Regions from separate parts of the Rattus norvegicus genome. Here region 1 is linked to region 2. A link is a contact called in public Hi-C data. All regions are on one chromosome and are shown on one strand. The core of a region is the stretch at or near the end of the contact, and the rest is flanking DNA. Distances in the headings are between cores, read along the strand shown.

Evidence for each region. Hi-C and Micro-C count contacts between places; a contact is called where the count stands out from the background.
Region 1: a Hi-C map of Schwann cells shows a contact between it and region 2, with 2.5 times the contacts expected there. The contact joins the promoter of Smim20 here to the promoter of Rbpj in region 2. A contact is called at or near these places in 3 of 12 Hi-C or Micro-C datasets (the A7r5 cell line, Schwann cells and prefrontal cortex) and 1 of 1 datasets of contacts at active chromatin or transcription factors (oligodendrocytes).

What each region holds. Positions count from the first base shown.
Region 1 is chr14:61,933,794-61,938,809 of GRCr8, forward strand. Smim20 (small integral membrane protein 20) reads right to left here and starts at 1,739. Exons shown (of 3, transcript NM_001134639.2): 1 at 1,529-1,739. The coding sequence starts at 1,643.
Region 2 is chr14:61,612,765-61,617,716 of GRCr8, forward strand. Rbpj (recombination signal binding protein for immunoglobulin kappa J region) reads right to left here and starts at 2,496. Exons shown (of 11, transcript NM_001414973.1): 1 at 2,301-2,496. The coding sequence starts at 2,320.

The DNA of each region.
Region 1 (5,016 bases), core at 489-2,988, 320 kb after region 2:
AACTTGGTCAGCCAAAGACTGGGGAGTATTCCTGGAAGCCATGTCTCCTCTTGACTCACTGATTAAGAGCTGGGCAGCCCTCACCCTTTGATGCTTCCTCACAGGTGACTTCTGTGCATCATGGAAAATTTATCCTGGATCCTATCTAGTAGATACTAATAACCTACTCACCTCCCCTTCTGTCCCTTAGCTGTGACAAGCAAAACCAACTCCAGATAGATAGCACACTGGCTAAGAACCATACCCGTTTTCAGAACTGGGAGTTTTCGAAGGGAACCCACAGCAGATCTTTCTGTCTCGAGTCCAACTCTAGAAGCTGTAATAAAATAGCCCGGGGCATGGACCCAGCAAGGGAAAAGGATGGAGACGAATTCTGCAGGACCCTACACAGCCCATGTTCCTTCCACACACGGGGTATGCAGAAGGACTTGTAGGCAGGAAGCACAGAGACCGTCTCAGTCTGAGCTGGTAAAAAGCTGCTGCCAGGGGATTCGTGTGTGTACTTGAAACTGCTTTGCCTCTGGAACCCAAGTGCTACAGCACTAGAGATGGTCAGAGCATTTACATGAAGCGTCAAACCGCCAAGCTTCAGCTCCGGCTAATATTCCCCAGGGGGCTGGGCTGGCCCTCTTCATCTTCAAGATGGTTCAGGTTCCTGGAGAACAAAATGATCCTCTAATGCCTCATCTCTCCTCTCTGACAGATGGCTTCAGATGTATCAAAGTGCTAATCCTTGCTGAGGTATAGGTCTCCAGGAAGGAGAGTTTGGCTTTTAGAATGATAGGACCTGAATGATTAAGGAAAAAAATGACTCCCCCGGCATTCACCATTGTCATGTGAGCAACCAGCTTAAAACGAAGGAAACCAGCAGAATCTAAAAAAACGATTTGAGGAAAAACTCAAAACCCAGGTTAACAGTTTAGCTTTGAAATATTTCCGCTCCAAGACATCTTAGGGGACGGCAATGATGCACCATAAAAACACCTTTCAACTCAGGATGATCAAGGCTCCCACTAAAGTACCATCTCAGCCTGGGTGAATGGAGGGGAGGGCTCTGCAGGCAGAAGACTGGGTTGGAACATTTCCCCCACCACTTACTAGCTGTGTGACCTCCATCTGTAAAATGGGTAGTACCTACCTCAAGGGAAGGCTGTGCAAATTCAATGATTCGATATATGACTAACCTGACACATTAAATATTCAGTATATAGTAACTGTGTGTGAACTAGTGTTAGTGTTGACCTGCTGTGTGCAGGCTGCTTTCATACACATCACCTCTGTGACCCCTAAGATGCTCCAGTTCTGTGGCTGATCCTGCAACTGATTATTTAGACTCTTAACATTGAAGGTCGGAGGTGGGGCCACTTGTCCGAGATCACCGGGCTGCACTGGGCGAGCCTGGACCCTGGGTAGCCTCACTCCTAAGTCCACCTCCTTCCTCAGTACTCCTTGAACAGTTAGGGTAGGGGCTTAAAGACTTCGGGGTAGCGCTGGGAGCAGCCACTGCGCGGGGTCAGAGGTCACTCACGGTATTCTTCCAGCCGCAGAAGGGGCCGGAAGTAGATAGGGTAGAAGGCGGCTCCGACCATAGAGATGAAGCCTCCGAATATGAGCGCGGTGCGCAGGTTCCGGGCCGCGGCCATGGTGAGAAAGGGGGCTGCAGGGCGGGCGAAGGCCCGGCACGCTCCGAAACCCGACTCCCAGCCTCAAGGTCGCGACCCGGCTCGGAAGAGGCGGAGCAACTCTCGCTTCCGGGATTTGGGTGCAGGGCGGAGTTTCTGGGCTCGGAGGCGGGGCCTGGGCTGAAAGACTCCTCGCAGTGGGGCGGGATCATCTGAGGGCGGGGTCTTCTAGGAAGGGCGAGGCATGGGGCGGAGACTCAAACCGAGCCCCGCCTCCTCGCCTCAGGCTGACTGCGTGGAGGGCGAGACACTGGGTGGCCCGTGCAGTCACAAATTTGGCTACACTCCTTTCTCGAGCCCCCTTTTGACCTCTTACTCGCCTCGGGTCTGCGTCCTTCCTTCTCTGCTCCAATTACCACCTCCTGTTTTACTCGTCTATTACCAACAACACTTTTTCACCCTTCCCCTTCATTAACATTGTGACATTTGTGATTGGTGACAGGCTAGAAGCATCTGAAAGGCTGAGCAAGTCACTGGGTCTCCCTCTTTGAAAGTTGTTTGTGGGCACGAGTCACAAAGGAACAAATCTCCTGGTTCGAATGGATTGCAAGGCATTTGCAAAATTAGTCACTGTGTCTTCTGAACCAGAGCAGCCTTTTAAGGAGGGTATTTGAGCACCCAAAGTGATCTAATTTTGATCCCTCATCCTCTCTGCTCTCCATGTTATGTGTGCTGGGTTATGAGGGGTTCCAGAAAGTAGACAGGAATTCCCAAAACTAACAGAGGGCTGCAAACAAAATCTATTAAAGCCTGGGAACATCACAGAGTCAGTGGCAGGTCCCTAGGGCTCTGGCTCTTTGCCTGGGGCGGAGCCTCTGAAGACTGACACCTGCTCCCTCGTCCCACGATCGCTTTCCCCCACCTCTGCACCTGTTCCCTTTTACAGAGCCTTCGTCAGAAGATATGATCTCCTCAGGGAGCTGGGCAGCTAAGACCAACATTCCTCTGGCCTTCACTCAATCCCTTAGAAATAGAAATGACAGCAGTAGCGAGGCTGGGCTTCACAGAAGGTATTTATCTTGACCTCAGCAACATTATTTAGTCCAGAGAAGATCAGCAATCTCTCAGAAATGATGTGGTGAACACAGGTCTTTTTCTCTGTAGTTTTGTAGTCGAATCAAGATTCCATCTACCTCTGGCTCTAGCAGCATATAAATCAGTCGTTCAATCTGTCAACAGATTTATAGACTATCTCACTATGCCCCCCGAACAGCAGGCAAAGTGCAAAGGGGGACACAAGATGAATAAGACATGACCTCTGCTCTCCAGGATCCGACCACGGAACAAATACATGAAAAGATAACTAATCCTGGATGCAGCCTGTTGCCGATGACTGATGTAGTCCCAAGGGCAACGGAAGTGCAGGGAGGAAGACAAATGACTGTGCAGTAAGATGACTGCTCCTCAGGCCCCCTCAGGAACTTGTTAGGTAAGAAGAGAAGATTGCACAAAAAAGAAGGGTCTTGTGCTACATGAATTAAACACAGGAGGGAAGATCTCCCAGTAGTGTGCACTTGCTATCTTAGCAGTAGAGGACCCATCTCTAAATGTCTTTGGGGAACAGCTCCTCCCCCACTCTTGATAGGTAAGTGGACCCTCCAGTCCTCACCCTGCTTCTTCCAGTCCCTGACAGTTAAACACATCCCCAAGCTGACCACGGCTCTTCCATTGTGGACTGGTTGGCCTATGACTTGAGCCAACGAAGTTGCATCCGCCAGGCCATGTGATTCTATCTCGGCTTCTACCCTAAAGCCAGATTTGAACTTGAGAGAATGAGTTGCTGGAGCTATGGGGCAAGGGACTGAGAACAGGATCAGTCCTGCAGGAGAGAAACCAGACAGTGATGTGGAATTTGAACCAGTCTTACCCAAAACAGCACCTGAACCTGTTGGGTTTAGGGTGGAAGCTGAGAAAATTCATACTTCAGATATGGAAGCTTAAAAATGAAAGCTTTATTTTCTGAGCGCTCAGGGAGGTGGCCAGTTCGTGGTCTGAACCGTGGCCCCAAAGGGAGATTGTACAACATTTTTAAAGAATGGGAACACAAAGCAAGAGGGAAGCTGGGGTGAGCTGCAGTGTTACCCAATTGTATTTTGACATGGGTTAAACAAGGTAGTACCTGTTGGAAATTGGGCCATGTCCAGGGCACCTGGCCTCAAGGTCCTTAATTCATTCTTTAGACATTAGGTCTGGAGCTCAAGGTCCTTTATTCATCCTCCAAGACATTTGGTCCAGAGCTCAGAATGATAAGGGGAGAAAGGAGCAAGTCAGCTGCATGCAGTTAATTAGGGCATAACAGGTAATTTGTTTTATATTTTTTACAACGTATGCACCTTTGGTTTAGATAACAGCAATTTCCATTTTCTCTACCGGTTAACAAACAATTAAGAAAACATTTGGAAAAGTGGGATAGTTCATTCCTAGGCCTGGGAACATGGACTTGTTTGACACTGCCAGCAAGACAGAGAAGTTGTCCTTGAGATGACTGGACTCAGACAACTGTCTCCTTACAAGTAGTCCCTGTGATGTCTGGACTCAGACGACTGTTTACGACAGAAGCTGTTCAGCTGTTGGGAAGTCCCCAGTTGCCCTAGAGCCTGGGACCTTGACTTTAGTTTCTCCCTATGATTAAATGGCATCCGAATAAGTACCTAGACTAAGTTTCTTTTGCTTGTTCCCAATGCTTCCTAGCGAAGCCCCTGTTCACAAAAGTCAGCTTGTGTTGAAGTCCTGTATGCAAGTGTGTGTGTGTGCGTGTGTGTGTGTGTGTGTGTGTGTGTGTGTGTGTGTGTGTGTGTGTGGAGGCAAGAAGACTACCTCAGTTACTATCTGCAGGGATACCACTCACCTCTTTTGAGACAGGATCTCTCATTGGCTTGGAGCTCATGAATTAGTCTAGACTGATTGGTCTGCTATCCCCAGACATCCTTTTGTCTCCGCCTTCCCAGTGCTGGGTTTATTAAGTGAATGCTACCACACCCACCTTTATTACACGAATCCTGGGGATCAAGCTTGGATCTTCATGCTTGCAAAGCAAGCACTTTATTTACTGAGCTATCTCCCCAGCCCCTTGAGGTTTTATCTTTTACAACAGGAATCCCAGATGAAGTGTCCGTGCATGAGATAGCCCCTGTTTCACACTTTCTAAGCTGCAAGGCAAGGAGAACATCTTTTGCATAGACCATCAAGAGCCTACATTCTCTCAGTGTCACATATTGGCTGTGGGCAGAACTCTTATAACTCCTTGTTACCCTGAAATGACAGAATAACCACTCAAGCCCCACCCACATGCCCTTGCAAATGAGATGCAAGATGTTGAAAGAATGGGCCATCC
Region 2 (4,952 bases), core at 1,246-3,745:
TTTATATGTCCAAATATCCTGCTAAGTTAAGGCACCGTTTTTATTTCATGAAAATTCTTACACTCCTCAGCCTTCTGGCTAAGATAAAACTATAAATAAAAGTCTCACATGCATAGAAACAACACAACTCAAGTCGTAAAGCTAGCTTTATGGTGTCTTTGCAATCATTCTTAAGTGCACAAATCACAAACTACACTGCATTATTATTATTATACAGCATTTGCACTGTGCTCACTACCAGAACCACTGAGTGCCCACTTTTAACCTCCAGTTCTGCGCTAAGTATGAGACAAATGCAAATTCTCACAACTTTATGTATTGTTCACAAAATGTGGTTTAAACTGATTACACTATTAATTTTAATAACTACGTTTTTTAAAACCTTCCCAACATGCCAATAGTCCTTAGACTTCATCTATGTCCTCATCAGCAGTCCTTTGTGTACAACTTTATGAAGCTGCATATAATTTTATGGGTAATTTATCTTCTGAAAGTAGTGGTCAACTAGTAGAAAAGAATTTTCTCAACAATACATTCAGTATTAACAACAACCCTGATACAAAAATTCAGGCTATTAGTATACAGTACCTTACACCACACGCCCAGCCCATCACCCAAGCTTTTAACATTACCATAACAAGAAGCCAAAAACAACTTAATGCCCCTGTAACATAAGGAAGTACCTTTAAGATAACCAAACTAAAAGCTACCAGTCTTTGGCCTCCTGTAATTAATGCATTCCACAAAGATTCTCAGAGCAGTATTCTTCAAACCAAAACTGTGTTCTGGTCTTTGACACCTGATTCCCAACGTCGGACTAGGAGTTGTCACACATCCACAGATGTAAAAAGCACAAACTACATACTCAAACTGCAAATTCAAACAATCATAAATGGTAAACTCATTTAAATTATGATGAAGCAAGCCAGTGATCAAATTCCCAAACCAGATGTCTCCTCCCAAAAAGCAGGAGTAGAAAAATCAATTAAAACTGTAGATACAGATTCCAGGAAAAAGGTAACTTCTCCATCCCAACATTCACAAATTTTCAACATCAAAATTCACTCACCTATTCACATCAAACGCATATCCACTGGAGAATATCTGGAACTATTCTCCAACACCAACAAGAAAAAAAGTACCTTTGAGCCTACTTATAACAGTTTTAAAATATACCCTCCCATCAACCCTCAGGTAACCCAGGTGAAACGCTACAGCGGATGCTCTTGGCCTGGGCCGTCAGAAGCCAGTGATGGGAGAGCAATAGCCATCAAGAAATCTAGATCCTTTTCCAGCGCTACTGTTACCAAGCAAAACAATCACGGGCCCAGAAAGATGGCAAAGAAAAGTGGGATCGTTTTAATCCCAAGAGAAAGGCGGACGGGGGTGGGTAGGGGTGTGATCCCGAGAAAAAGAGGTGCGGGGGGGGGGGGGGGGAGCAGGGACGCGGAGGAGCAAACTTAAGTATCCCCAAGCATCTCCCAGACTCAAACAACAAAAGCAAACCGTAGAGTCTGTGTGCACTTAGAAGCACCAGATGGAGTCCCCCGGGCTGAGACAGTTCAACAGACAGACACAGTGGGCAGTGGATAAATCAAGCAAGCAGTGACGCGAGGGGAAGGGGAGCTAAGAGAATGAGACACTACATGGGGGAGACAAAGCCTCTGGGGGGTGACTAAGGACCAAAGAGAAAAAGGTGAGAGGGGATACACACGAGAAAAGACAATGGAAGAAAGAAAGGCAGGAACCTGGTGCCAGGGCTGTGGCAGGTCACCCGGCTACTGAGGAGAGGGATACAACAAAGGGGCACGGGAGGAAGGACAGTGGAGTGGAGGTGCAGACGGGATGCGGGGCGCGCAGCAGCTCCCACATATCGCCTAAGGCGGCGAAACAAAGGGCCGGGGGCAGAGTCGCGGGGGGCAGCGCGCAGAGACAAAGCGCTCGGGCGCCCAGGGCAGCGGCTGGGCGGACAGGCGACGCGGGCCACAGGGAACAAAGCTGCGCTGGGATCCCGGCCAGGCCGGCCAAGGAGGCGCGCGGCGGGCACGGTGCCCACGGCCCCGCGCGCCGGCCGCACTCCGCCCGCAGCCGCCGGCCTCGTCACCGCCCGCCCTCACGCGCCGGAGCCCGCTCCACCGCGGCGCACCAAGAGTCCCGCACCACCCCGCGCGGCCGCGTCGCCGCCCGCGCCGCCTCCCGAGCCCAGGCGCGCCGCGCAGCCTCGGCCCGCTGCCTACCGCAGGCAGTCAGACGCCCGCAACTTTCCCGGTTCCCAGCACTCGCTGCCCCCTCAGACTTACCCTGTCACAACAGGCGCCATCTTCCACAAACTCTCGCCAAAACTCCAACCCTCGCGAGATTCCCCCCGCCGCCTTTCCCTGCTCCTCTCCCCCGCCCCTTCCCTCGGCCTCGCTGATCGCTGCCACCCGGCCCCCGCGCCGTCTTTCCCTGCTCCGCCGCCGCCAGGAGCCAGCCACCTCGCGCCGCCCGCGGACTAAGGGATCCTGTTCACTGCCTTCCCTGGAAACCTACCCCGACGATGGAGCATGCGCAGGCCGCTCCTCCGCGGACGAGCCCTTCGTGTAGTCCATGGGGAGCGCTCCGGTTATCCGGGTTTTGGGACGCGCCCTCGGGGACGTACGTGGAGACTGAGGAAAACCGGAGGGCATTACTACGGGGACCAAGACTAGAGGGGTCAGGAGGCGGGGCCCAAGGGCCGGGAGGAGGGGTCCTGGGAAAATGTGAGCGTTTCACAGGCCTAGATGAGACACCTCCTCAAGTGGGTGTATTCCAAGTGGCTTCCCGCTCGCAGCGGGTTCCCAGCCCTTTTCATTCATTCGGACGCTCACTGGACACCTCCCTTATTCTAATCTCCGTATCAGGTGCCGGAGCGGTGAGGACCGGATCTCTGTCCGGTCCCCGTGACCTGCCAGCGACCGTCTTCATTCATTTGCTCCTGCACTACCCGCACACGTGGTGAGATAGGCATGACTGCCGCGTGGCCTGACCCTTTCCAGAGCTCTGCAGGCGAAAAGCTTTGGGAGCTAAAAGCTCTGTGGCTGTCGCCGCTTCTCCCCGATGGGAGACGAGGTCATCCCGAGGTCAGCCTCTGACAAAGGCGCCCCCCAGATGTCCACCTTGCACCCACACGCCAGAGCCCCGAATGATTCTCCCCAGAGCCACCACTACGAGCCACACTTCAAGCCTAGGCACTTGGGAGCGAGCTACCCGCCGAGCTCCGGCTGCCTAGGAACTCAAGGCAACAGCCAGCTTGCAGGATGGAGGTGTAGGTGCAGGCGTGTAGGTGACCGCCTAGAAGCAGCTCCTCCGGAGGTGGTCTGACCCTGTCGCCCGCTGCTTGCCTGGAACACCTCCTAGGCAGGTGGAGGCCGAGAGCCCAGCCCCTCCCCTCCCCTACCTGCGATCCTCCCTGCTCCCCCTCCCGGCCCTTTGCTTTCCAAGAGATTCCCAGCTCTTGTACTGCCTCCCGCAGGGAGCCACAAAACCCGGAAAACTGGACTAGACCGCCCGAAACCCTCTCCGAAGCGCCGCAGGATTGGCGCGGCGCGCTCGCGCCACTGCGCATGTGCGCAATGCGGGCAGCCGAGTCTCACGCTACACCTCCTTCCACCGCTCGGCTCAGACACAACACGGGCCGTGGGAAATTTCCTAAACCTCGCGAGAATGCGCTCTCCTACCCACCCGCGGGCGGCTGGTCGTGCGCCCTAAATCTCGCGGAGCGGGGCCCCGACAGGTGTTCGTCTCGTGCGGCTCCCGGCGCGCGTGCCGGGGCGCGAAAGGCAGGGTCGGGCTGGCCCGCAAGGCGGGGCGGTGGGCGTGTGGCGGGGAGCGGCTGGCGGAGGCCGTCCTGGCACACTCACGCACGCGCCAGGGAAGCTTCCTGTCGCCCTCCGGAGCCTGGTACTTTCCTGAAATGTGACAGACGCGGTGCCCCCCGCCTCCGGGAGCTGACAGACAGCCCCGTGTCGGCTTTGAGTCATACATCTGAGTCACCTAGTCTGGCCTCCACTTCACTTGCTTTACAACAAGTTTGGATTCCCTTAACTGTGCTAGCAATGGGTGGTTTTTTCTTTATAGTGTCTTCGATGGCTTTGTGAGCCGGGCAAGGCTCCGGGAAAGCTGAGCTTGACGATCTCACACGTTTGTATTGTGGTACGAGGACACGATTTAAATATCTACCCCTTAGTCTGTCCTACATAGATACCAGTTTCTGTCTCCTCTCTCCCCCATATGACTTAAAGTGCCAGTTTTGTTTCCTTCCTCTTTCTATACTTTTGTAGTAAGCATCCCATTTTAGGTACTGTTTCATCAGATACGTTAGTGGCTGCTGTTCTCCACGCACCCTTCTTGAATTATTTACTTGCTCAAGAGGTGTCAGAACTTTCTTCAGTCCGCCACTTTTCAGACTGGTGTGGTGCTGTGCAGGACTAGTATCTTGCTGTCATCATGCACCCACAAATAAAGATTGAACTTTGACATTTAAAGGACAGTGAACCCTCTAGTAGCTAATGTCTCCTGGTTGAAATCAAGCTTTGCTTTATAAAGGTTTATAAGGGTATGCAATATGCGTTTGCCTGTTACTTTGATTATTTACTTGACGTTTTAAAAAAGACGTATGGCCATTTAATATGCTATGTCAAAACAAGTCTCACCCAGAACAAGAAAGTGCTGCAGAAGTAAAGTGCCTTTAAACATTTCCTCAGAGCCATGGTCATCCCAATGAATTTAAAACCTAGTGTGGTCTGTGACACTAATGTTGGACCGACGGCCATGAGACCTTGGAAAGCCTTGTTAGTCATAAAACTAATCTCAACTCATCAGCTCCACCTACAGTGTTTTCTCAATAAAGCCAATTCCTTTGCTCTCACAGAAGGGGACCTTGGAATTACTTTTGCCTTTTTATATCGCACATCCTGGATTCCACCAAGGAA